Regions from separate parts of the Mus musculus genome. Here region 1 is linked to region 2. The links are chromatin contacts, called in public promoter capture Hi-C maps. All regions are on one chromosome and are shown on one strand. The core of a region is the stretch at or near the end of the contact, and the rest is flanking DNA. Distances in the headings are between cores, read along the strand shown.

What was found. Capture Hi-C pulls out chosen DNA fragments and counts their contacts.
Region 1: a contact with region 2 is called in a promoter capture Hi-C map of liver. The contact joins two enhancer-like sites. A contact is called at or near these places in 2 of 484 Hi-C or Micro-C datasets (cortical neurons and nephron progenitors) and 3 of 9 other capture datasets (adipose tissue, liver and pancreatic islet).

What each region holds. Positions count from the first base shown.
Region 1 is chr15:34,488,267-34,494,128 of GRCm38.p6, reverse strand. Rida (reactive intermediate imine deaminase A homolog) reads left to right here. Exons shown (of 6, transcript NM_008287.3): 2 at 5,450-5,555. Among named protein-coding and RNA genes, the nearest start is that of Rida, 4.0 kb to the left of the region's middle. Within about 2 kb of position 2,443, at least 24 of the 459 cell types and tissues checked have an H3K27ac peak or open chromatin away from gene starts, as enhancers often do. A contact at or near this core is called in liver, where this site is marked.
Region 2 is chr15:34,252,392-34,258,138 of GRCm38.p6, reverse strand. All of the region lies in intron 1 of Laptm4b (lysosomal-associated protein transmembrane 4B), which reads right to left. Among named protein-coding and RNA genes, the nearest start is that of Laptm4b, 17 kb to the right of the region's middle. Within about 2 kb of position 3,613, at least 59 of the 459 cell types and tissues checked have an H3K27ac peak or open chromatin away from gene starts, as enhancers often do. A contact at or near this core is called in liver, where this site is marked.

The DNA.
Region 1 (5,862 bases), core at 1,194-3,693, 240 kb before region 2:
ATGGTACTTTCTTTTCACTTCCTTCTGTGGGTGCTATGAAGGACAGACTAACTTTGTAGCTCAGACTAACCTAGAACCTGCTGTTCTCCTGTTTGAGCATTCCTAGTGCTGACGTGAAGACCAGCACACTTAACTTAAAACCTTGTTCCTCAAAATACCTCAGCTTTAAAAATCACTGTATTGTATCTTATATAACTTTCTCCTCTCTAACTTCTAAGTCTTCACTAAAACGTATCTAGAGCCAATTCCTTTTGAAAAAGTCATTTCTGACACAGTGTCTCTTTGCTGTCAATCAAAACTGAAGATTTTCTTCGGCTGCAACATTAGTACTGTAGAAGATGTGTAGTGCATGCCAAGTATTTAGCTGATTCAAAAATGTGTAAGAAGTAATCCGACATAGGCCTTCACCTATAAAAGGAAAAGAAGCAGTAATGTAGCAAATGTTACATGACAGGCACTATGACAACTAACTACCTTTAAGTTGTCTCTCCATTTTACAAAAGGACAGCTCAAGGTCAATCTTTTCAAGGAAATACAGTGTGCAAGTGACATCTTGGCTTGAACTCAAACCCTAGCTCCCTTAATATCAAGAGAAATAACAGTCCCATGTGTCAAAGCAGTAATTATTATAATAGGATTGGAGATGGAACTTAATGGGATGAGAAACCAAATGAAAGGGAGGAAAACTGATTCTGATTTGGAGCAGAGAAAGAAAAAAAGTTTTGAAGAAGCTCCCCAAATAAGGTAGTCCGGTTAAACTTTAAATGTTGGGTTTTCTGTTTTTCCACTTTTAATAGTGTTAGGAAGTTTGACTCATCATAGTTAATTAGTTACAGACTGACATTCCTCCAGAGGACACAGAGGTAAAAGAATACAGAATGTAGAGATTTGGATGAGATAGTTTTCAATTGACCTTTTTTTTTTTCTCCCAAACTGTATACCTGGTGTTTTATAACATTTTCATTGAAATGACTTACTTTCACTTAAATTAATTTTAAAAGAAAACATTATCAAAATACTCTAAATAGAAAACAATACAATAGAAAGTAACTATTTTTAAAAATAACTCAAATAAAAAGTATTAATTCCAAAACTCTATGAGCATACTGCAGTTGGCTCAAAACCTTGAGCCTGCTCCCTTTGTTAAAGTGTTTCTGGCTGGGGCTGGAGAGATGACTCGGCACTTAAGAGCACTTTCTGCTCTTCAGGAAGCCAAGTTTGGTTCCCAGCACCCATATTAGTCCATTCACTCCCATCTGTAACTCTAGCTCCAAAGGACCCAGAGGATCTTCTGGCCTCCATGGGTATGTGCACAGGTGGTGGACTTATACACGTGCACATAAATAGTCATAATAATTTCAATGTCTTTCTGGCCGAGGATGGATATAGCTCAGTAAAAGACCATGCTGAACATGTATGAGGCCCTGGGTGTGTACCACCAGCGCCCAGCTACAACTCCATTTTTCAGATGTGAGAGCTGTCATATACTAAGTTGAATAATTTGCCAAGGTCACTCCACTAAGTAATTTAATACAATTTGAAAGTGTAGTGGACTCCAGGGCTCAATCTGAATGATTTCATTTGTTGTCCCAGCTTAGAAGAATTGAAAAGAAAACTACAAAGTGAAGATATGATTCCCTGTCTGTGGGTGACTTTCTGGGAAAAAAAAATTCAAAAGTTAGCATTAAGAGTTGGAGTTTGTTAGGAGAGGAGAGTTGCACTTTGGATTTAAATTCTTTTTTTTTTTTTTTTTTTTTTTTTGGTTTTTCAAGACAGGGTTTCTCTGTGTAGCCCTGGCTATCCTGGAACTCACTTTTTAGACCAGGCTGGCCTCGAACTCAGAAATCTGCCTGCCTCTGCCTCCTGAGTGCTAGGATTAAAGGCGTGCGCCAGGATTTAAATTCTTAGTTGGCTTCTTTTTAATGGTGTGACCTTACAGAGAGACTTTGTCTCCTAGTTTGCTTCTTTATCTTCTAAATGAACCTAAGTAATAATGCTAGTTCTTAACCATAAGGAAGGAAGGGGTCAGTCCAAAAAATCCCTTTTAAGGAAAAAATTCTGTAGTCCCAGCACTCGGGAGGCAGAGGCAGGCTGATTTCTGAGTTCCAGGCCAGCCTGGTCTACAGAGTGAGTTCCAGGACAGCCAGGGCTACACAGAGAAACCCTGTCTCGAAAAGAAAAAAAAAAAATTGTAGTAAATTTTTTGTTCCTCGGCCTAATCCTGCTCTTTCAGCTATTGGTGATAGTTGCAGGAGATTACCTTCTTTACTTCAGAACAAAAGACATCTGTAGCAGAGAGACACTTTGTCATGAAGCCTGGTAACCAAAGGGTGTCTTCAGATAGATAACTATCCGGCTTGTTAATGCCTCATCTCCTCTCAGAAGCATTAGTTAACACTTGTACAGTTAGTCTCCCTCTTCCTGTTTAGAACGGCCCTGCATGGAGGCCAGAGTCCGGTCTCTACCAAGCTCCTACATAAACAGTATGTGGTAGCCCTCCTGTGATAACAGTACATGAGAGGCAGAGACAGAAACTCCCCAGAGCAAGCTGACTAGATAGACTAGTCAATCAACAAGTTCTGGGTTCACGTGAGAGACCCTGCCTCAATGTAGTAGATAAGGTAGAGAAGGATTGAAGAAGGCACCTGATGCCCACTCCTGGCCTCCGTATTTTGGGAACTATTTCCCAAAAGTAAAGACTAGTGTATAAAGTTTGTGATGAGTACACTTTTTGAAATTCTAGCTTCTCTCAAGAGAATTCTAATGTGCTGGGCTTTTTAGTCCTCAGCCCTGGGAATGAATGGAGTATTGTTACTGATTAGCTAAGCACAACTCAGCACATTTTAGGACACTGAGGACGGACCTGGAGGGATTGCAACACCAGTGCTATTGAGTGGCTTTCTGTTTTATTAGCACTGCCATAATATGGCACAGACCATGACTTGAAACTTAATTGGAATGTTTCTGAAAGTTTTACCCCCTGATTTTGGGCTTGGTTTGCTATCATTTAGGTGTTTCTCTGTGTGGGGTTTGCTTGCTTGCTTGTTTGTTTGTTTTCAGGTAACCTCACTGTGGTCCCAGACAGCCCAGAATTCACTACACATCCCAGGTTGGCACCACACTTGAGAGCCTCCTGAGTACTAGGGTTATAGGTTTGCACCATCATGCCCAGTATATTTCTGGACAGGAAGTAGAATAAAAGGCTTTTAAAGTTCTGCATGGGTGAAATGGTTCTGCAGGTAAAAGCATCATTATCCCAAAACCCAGTGCCCTGAGTTTGGTACCTTCATGGTAGGAGAGACCTGACTCCTGCAATTTGTCCTTTGACCTCCACATGTCTACTACAGTGAGCAAGAGCACACGCATGTACACAAACACACATACACACACACTAAATACAATGCTTTTTTTTTTTTTAATTAGGAGCTGAAAAGATGACTCAGCAGTTCAGAGTACTTCCTGCCCTTGCACAGAACCCAAGTGTGGCTCCATGTACCCACATCAGGTGGTTCACAACCATCTGTAACTCTAGTCCAGGGGACCCTGATGCCTTCTTCTGACCTCTGGGTACCCACACAGAAATGTGGCATGCACTCATGAAAACACACATACATATAAATAAAAATGAAGTCTATTTGTAAGATTGACTTATTTTTTTATTTTATGTACATGACGGTTTTGCTTGCATGAAATTGTGTGTACTGTAGATCTGAGGAGGTAAGAAGGGAATACCAGATTCCCTAGGCTTGGAGTTACATAGAGTTGTGAGCCACCATGTTGATGCCTGGGATTGAACCTGGGTCCTCTGCAGGAGCAGTAAGTGCTCTTAACAACTGAACCAACTCTCCAGCCCCAAAATAGTTAAAAAGAAAACATTAGGAAACAATTTCTGGAACCTACAACTGAAGGAGTAGGATTCTTAGGCCTAGGAAGTATCACGTAGTCAATTGTTTTTTGGGTTTTTTTTTTTTTAGCTAAACCTCTTTAAATCCTTGGGAGTTTCAATCTTAAACACAAATTGTCTCAGCTCCAATAACTACTTTTGATATTCTGGAAATAAATGGATTTTTTTTACTATCATAAAGTTTTTTATTATTGATGATGCATTCGAGCTTAAACTCTTTCATATGTTGTGAAAAACTGAAGATATTTTGCAATGGGCCTAGTGCAGATGGCCTAATTACACAAGGGCGGGGTGGGGGTGTGTTTATAGTGTTAACCAATAGTTCGGTTCAACCTGAGGAAAGCTCACACATTAAGAAGCTCAATAGTTATCTATTTAAAGATATGGGTAAAAGAAAGCCAGAGAGCCCTGTGCTTTCTGAGTTGTCAGAGCCGACCTCCAGCACTTCCTGTGTAAGGGATGAGCATACACCAGGATAGGGTGATAAGGGGACAGGAAGGAGGTTTCCTCTGGAGCCAAGGGGAATAGGACTGCTGGCTTTCGATTCTTTGGTGGTTCCGTCTCCTGAACCTGCAAAATCACCAGTATGGGAGGTAGGAAAGGTTTCAGCCACAGAGAAGGGTTCTCTACCAGAAGCTGGCAGTGGTGTATGGGACCTGGCCAGAGAGTCCAGGTTTTCCATACACAATACCTTTAACCCAGTGGATAGTAGGGAGGTAGAAAGTGCCTCCTTTAGGCCATCCTACACTGAAAGCTGACCATTCTTTACTGAAAAAAAAAAAAAAAGTCAGTCTCTCCCCACCCAAACAGTTAGGCCCAAATTCCCTGACAGGTGTTTGAAGTCCTCAAGTGTAACTGGACTAGGTTCGGTGGGGAAAGCTGCTGGTCTACCCCATGAGAGTTCTCAAGAGGCAAGATATTACCGTAATTTTAAGCCAGCCTAGAATACACAACAAGTTTCAGGCCAGCCAGGGCTACATGATGAAGCCTTGCCTCGAAAGCAAAGACACACCCCACCACCAAAAAAGTACTATTTTGAGCCAGATGTCTTTGCTGGAATTATCCATCAATGTGTAGTCATCTGTTGGACCTAGCAGAGATTCGTTTTGTTTATTGGAATGTTGTTTCCAAACATTCATGTGAAGCTTTGGGGTGTTTTAATTCTCATTTACATATTTGCCTAAGGGATAGAATAATACTGGGTATCCTAGGGTTTTATTGCTGTGAAGAGACCATGTGAACAGACACCATGACCAAGGCAACTCTTATAAGGACAATATTCAGTTGGGGCTGGCTTACAGGTTCAGAAGTTTAGTCCATTATCATCAAGGCAAAAGTACTTTCTCCCAACCTGTGACTGTTTTACATTCTTAAAGATGTCAGTAAACAAAATTTTAATTTAGTAAATGTCAGATTTATGAGTTTTTTTATTTTACAACTTTTACTTTTTTATCTTATTACTATTTTAGCATTGGCTTTTATGTTATCTATTATATATACATGTATATATATGTGTGTGTATATATATGCTTTTGTTTATTTCAGTCAAGCTGTGCAAGTGGACAGGACCATTTACATTTCTGGACAGGTAGGCCTGGATCCTTCCAGTGGACAGCTTGTGCCAGGAGGAGTAGTAGAAGAAGCTAAACAGGTAAGCCTGCACATGAGAGGTCCCCGTTGTAACACTACATGGTAATATCGAACCGTGGAGACAGTCTTTGATCCTGAGCAGTGATCACATGTGTTTTCAGCTACTCACTATTCGGTCTAAGACTTTAAAAAACTCTTTTATCTATTTTATGTGTATAAATATTCTATCTGCATGCATGTTTATTTAGCACATGTGTGCCTGTTGGATTCCCTGGAACTGGGGTTACAAGCGGTCATAAACCACTACGTGGGTGCTGGGAATCCAACTGTGTCCTCTGCAAGAGCAACAAGTACTCTCAACCAGGGGC
Region 2 (5,747 bases), core at 2,364-4,863:
TGAAAAGCACTATCACCATCCGTCTGCCCCTAGTCTCTGACTTTCGCTGAGGACAGTATCCTTCAAACCCAGCATACCCACGTAGAGATGATCGTAGCCCATGGCTCCCACCTCTACTTATCCCTTCCTGTGTGTTTTTAGGAGTATACCACACATTGTGATTAAACGGGACACTACTCAGGCTCCACAGTAAGCACTTGCTATGTTTATTCCTGAGCCTTACAAGCCCTCTAGCTAATTAGAGGAATGCAAAATAATCCCCAGTGTAGGAAAACTACTCAAAAACACTGCTCAAAATCACAGACTGGAGAGGGGAGATTTGACTTGGGAACTTAAGTCAAAAACCTAGCCTTCATGTCTTCTGCTCATATGTATAACTTCATCATCTGGGCTTACCTTCTCCCTCATCTCCCTACACCCCACCCAGCTCAGAAACATGCGTGTACTGTTTTACTCTTCTCAGAATGGAGAGAAAAGGCCTTAAAGGCACGTCCTACTATTTGGAAGACTATTGGGTAAATACCCACTGCAGAATTTTTTAATATGATCATCTCAAGGGATTATTTTAGAATTGTTGTATGACTTGGATTTTATTTTCCTTCCTCTATTTTCCAAATTGTCAGATGCAGCCTGACAAGAACAATTAATTCACGGAATACATACACATGCATGATTAAATATATACAAGTATGAGGTCAATGGTGTGGGGAGTTAAGAAAGGGTCTCACATAGCCCAGGTTGGCCTTGAATGTACTATCCCCACCTAGAAGCTCTTAAATTACTGAGCACAAACCACCACATCTGGTCACCTTGACCTTCATCCCAGCCCTAACTTAAAAGAAAAAAAAAAATTAAAGCTAGGCAATCACTATGCAGCTTTGAGTCAGAAACTCACTATATGTAACCAGGGTGACATGGCCTGAACGTTAGAGATCTGCCTGTTCTTCCTCTCTGAGCTACGAACAAAAGAACGTGGTACACATTGATAACCTAGTCAGTCTCCAGACATGCATATTAATATTAATTGCAACATTTCTTGTTTTTCTCTAAAAAAAAATCATAATTCACAAGACTCTGATGGTGTGGCCGACAAACTCCATTTGAAGGAAGTTGATGACACCATGGAGGAGACTGTGAGAGTATGCAGCATGGAAGAGAGGAACTCCAAGCATGAGCAAGTGAAGTGATCCAAGAGTTAGAAATAGCCATTAACCAATGATCAATTGAGCCAATTAAGAGTATGAGGCACGATGGTGGCGCAGCCTTTAATCCCAGCACCGTAGAGGCAGAGGAGACCAGCCAGGGCTACACAGAGAAACCCCCCTATAAACAGGCAGATAGATAGGTTAGGTAGGTTGGTTGATAGGTAGGCAGGCAGGCAGGCAGGCGGTAAGACAGACAGACAGACAGACAGACAGACAGACAGACAGACAGACAGATGGCAGCCAGACCAAGAATAGGCTAATGCCTCCAAAATGTCTTTTGGTGCCAAAGCTCGGGAGTACAGCAGCTTTAAAGATAAAAACTGCAGTTACATCTGTATTCAAGGGAGTTGAAATAATCCTGCAACATCTGTCTTTTTACAGAGCTTAACAGTATCTTCCATATTCCATACTTTCTCCAGTTATTTTGATTGTATGATTTCGCTTGCAGATAACACTAATACGTATATTTGGTTAAAATGCGTGGACCACACTCAGGGCCAGTCTCAAAAGTGATGCTAAGGAAGTTATAGGTACTGGGGGGTGGGGGGAGAGGTGGGGGAGGGAAGCAGAGAAGGAGCACAAACTGCAGTCACCTCACAGTAATTCCAAGCACCAGGGTGAGAGAGCCTAAAGATGGAGGGCAGTTGCAGGATGGTAGAGAACCTGAAGGCCAAGATTGGAATTTGGGGTGTGACATGGTCGGAGTCTCTCATTTAAGGTTAGCCCTCTCTGGATGGTCAAAAAGATTAGGTTCTAGTTACTTTCACTCTCACATCTCTGTGAGACTGCCACACCATGTTATCTGCAGTGGTCTTAGGTGCTAGGAATGGCAGAAGTAGGGTGAGCACCATAGAGCCAGAATCCTTAGAGACAAGACACAAAGATGAGGGCAAGAGGGTAGGGGAAGCAAGCAAGCCCAACTTCCAGCCTGGTGAGGTTATCTTGTCACTGCCAAGAACGATGGTTGGGAAGATGCTAAGGTCTTAGCTGCTACAAGTTCCTCCATGTCGTCATCTCAGGGAATCATGCTGTCCCTTCTCCACCTGGCTTCTAGTCCTCCTCAGGCCTGGCATCCATGCCTGCCCTTGTTTCTGACTGGGCAATGCATTTCTGCTCTCCCCTCTTGGTCTCCCTCTAGTGGGTTTCATACCAGTTCTATTAGTTTGACTTATCCTCTCTCCCCAGTATTGCCTACTGCTTTACAAGGACATTCATCAAACCTGAACCTCGGGCCTCTGTATCCCAGGGTCAGTCCTGGCCTCTGAACTTTGTGCAGGAATTCAGATAATGATCAGTGTTGGGGTTAGTGAGGGACACAGCAGGTAGAGGGGTACTTGCATCAGGATTTGATGAAATGATTTGATCCCTGGCAGGAAAGATCTGATTCCTGATTTGTCCTCTGACATACATACATACATACATACATACATACATGCATGCATGCATATATACATATAATACACACACCACAAATACACAGAATTTTTTTAACTTATTTTTTTTTCTTTTTTAAAGACAAGGTCTTATTATGCAGTTCTGGCTGGCCTAAAACTCACAAAGATCCACTTGCCTCCTGAATGTTATTCTTTAAAAAAAAAAAAGTGGTAAGCTTCTTGCACAATCAAATGACTGTCAACAACAACAAAACCAACAACAAGAAGACAAAAAACAAAACAAAACAAAACCACTGTTTTAAAAGTTTTTATTTTTTTTTTAATTTAATGTATGAGAATCTGCACGTACGCCTGCATGCCAGAAGAGGGCCCAAGATTTCACTAGAGATGGTTGTGAGTCACCATGTGGTTGCTGGGAATTTAACTCAGGACCTCTGGGAGGACAGCCAGTGCTCTTAACTGCTGAGCCATCTCTCCAACCCCCAAAACCACTACTCTTATCTCAAAGGAGTAAAATATTTTATTCTGGAGTTACCCCAAATTCCATGTTCCTCTTTCACATTTGCTGGTGGAACATCAGGTAGGTGGAGACGGTAAACCGGAATCTCAGCTACAAGTCTCAGATGCTGATAGCATCCTTAGCCTTTGGTTGGTGGGGGCCTGGGATTGGTACATTCCAAACAACTACCTAATAGTCCCAGAGATGCGAGGTCTCATGCAGAGGCAGGTAATAAGCAGCTATTATGGGGCTAACGATGGCCCTGGACTTACAGCATTCCAGGCGGCCCACATCCCTGAGATATAAGCAGTGAACCAGTCTCTCAGGAGGTTTGTGGAAGGTGTGGTTCTTTCCACCTCCCTTCACATGACTCACCCTGGACTGCTTCTTTTCTGAGAGCTGAGACCTTTCTGAACAGTCAGTCTGCCTTGCCTTTTCAGTATTACTACTCAACAGCTGGGTAGGACTTTAGCACCACGAAAGGAATGAATACAGGAGTGTCCATGAGGACTTGGGTCAACACAAAGAGGTGGGGCAACAGTCGTCACGGCAACTAACAAACATGGTCAGATGGAAGAGGACAAATACAAGCTAAAGCCCTGGGAATACTGAGTAAAGTCTTCCTGAAAGAGAAGACAGAAGCTCATTAGATCATGAGCTCTGACCAACCTCGACTTGCCACGAGTGTAAAGGCCATAGCTAGTTTCTATGCAAAAGACCCAGCAGACACACCCCTGCTTTTGGGGTTTTCTTGCTTGTGTTCAGGCTGTGTCTTTCAGTGAGGTGAGTACCAATAATTCTGCACTGTCAACACACTTTTCCTTGTTCTTAGTCAATTACGTAAGTAGTGTGTTAGGCCCTGGTACTTTCTCCAGATACCCAAAATGCTTTCAGACTTGTAGCTTGCACCTAAAGCCCCACCACGGAGTGTCAGCAGCTTATCTATCTTTGGGCCTCCTGGCTCTTGCACCTGGTTCCCCTCCTCACTCTGTTCTCACAGAACTCAGGAGCGTGTCCACTCTGGACTCTCCCAGATGCCCCTGCCTCTGACTATTCCTCTGTTTTATCCACAATAAACTTTCTCCTATGCCACTAAAAAAAAAAAACCAAAAAACAAAACAAAACAAAAGAAACAAACAACATAACTGGTAAGCTGGCAGCTCAAGACCCTCAATAAAGCAGGGCACGGTGCTGGCCTGGCCTTTGATCCCAGTGCTCCAGAGGTAAAGGCATTGGCAGTCGCTCAGTGCAAGACTAATAAAGCCAATATGCAAAGGCAGTAGTAACAATCCCAACCGATTTCAACCGATTTCTCTGAATGGACTTGGTTGGCTCTGGTCATCACTTTTAGGTTGCGCTATCTTTATATACACTTAAAATGCAGGAGTCAAAATGGATGAGGTGGTGCATGCCTTAAAAAAAAAAAAAGGCCAAGACCACATAATTAACAAGAAATATAATGGACAGGTCCAGGGAATCCAACACCCTCTCCAGGCACCAGGCATGCACGGAGTACACAGAGTTATACACAGGCAAAATACCCATGCATGTAATAAAAATATTATTTGCAAGTAAGAAATGTGTTTTTAAAAATATATTAGGCAGTGGGCAAAAGCAATGGATGCCTCCCACCCCAGTCCCCAAGAAAGGAATAAATAACACCTGACACAGTCTACTTATGAGATCTATGCTTTGGAAGGAAGAAAGTAGTCATACTTGTATCATGTAACTTTGATTCTATGGATGTGACGAGGCAGGGCTGGCCTAGAATCTAGTCAAGGCTGAGCAATAGGGACCTAAGATCTGCAATTTTAAAAATACCTAGTATTGACAGGCTGGGACATGTAGCAGGGAGAACAAAGCCCAGAATAAGTAGGCCTCAATAGTTCACTCTTAGGAGGCTAAGGCAGGAGGAGCTCTATAAAAAAGGACTAGTTTCGGATATACAGTAGAACCAAGGCTAAGAATCAGGACACTGCGCCACAACAGTTGGCCACTTGTTCTCAGGAGCAGTGAGTTGAGGCTGCTAACAGGGAACTACGAGTGCAGACACACATTTAGAAGGCAGTGCCACGGGTATATCATATCCATAAGCAGCTGGAAAGATGGTTCAGTAGTTAAGAGCAATGACTCCTCATCCAGAGGTCCTGAGTTCAATTTCCAGCAACCACATGGTGGCTCACAACCATGTGTAATGGGATCCGATGCCTTCCTCTAGTGTGTCTGAAGACAGCTAAAACCATAAAAGTTGCTTCCCCATTGAGACCTATGACCTCCCCAGTCACAGGTTTTTGCTCTGGCTTACAATACCAGATATAAACCCTGTCTTGTAGAACAGGCCTTAAATCAAATGGAAAGGCTGTGAAGCAGCTACTGCACAAACAAGCACACCCTGGCTGCAATGTTGGTATTTTGCATGTAGGGTCCACAGCCAAACAAGAATGTTGCTGACAGTTCTCTACTAGCACCCTATATAGCCCCAACTGGCACTATGAAAGCCACCCAGCAAGATGGTCGTTCAGTCCCAGCTTAACTCCTTCATGTCCTGCAGTCTCATCCTGCATACTCAGTATCTTCAGCAATGGGATCTGACTAACTAGTTCTGGCATACAACCAACAGCAGTAGCAATAGCCTTTACATTTTGGGGG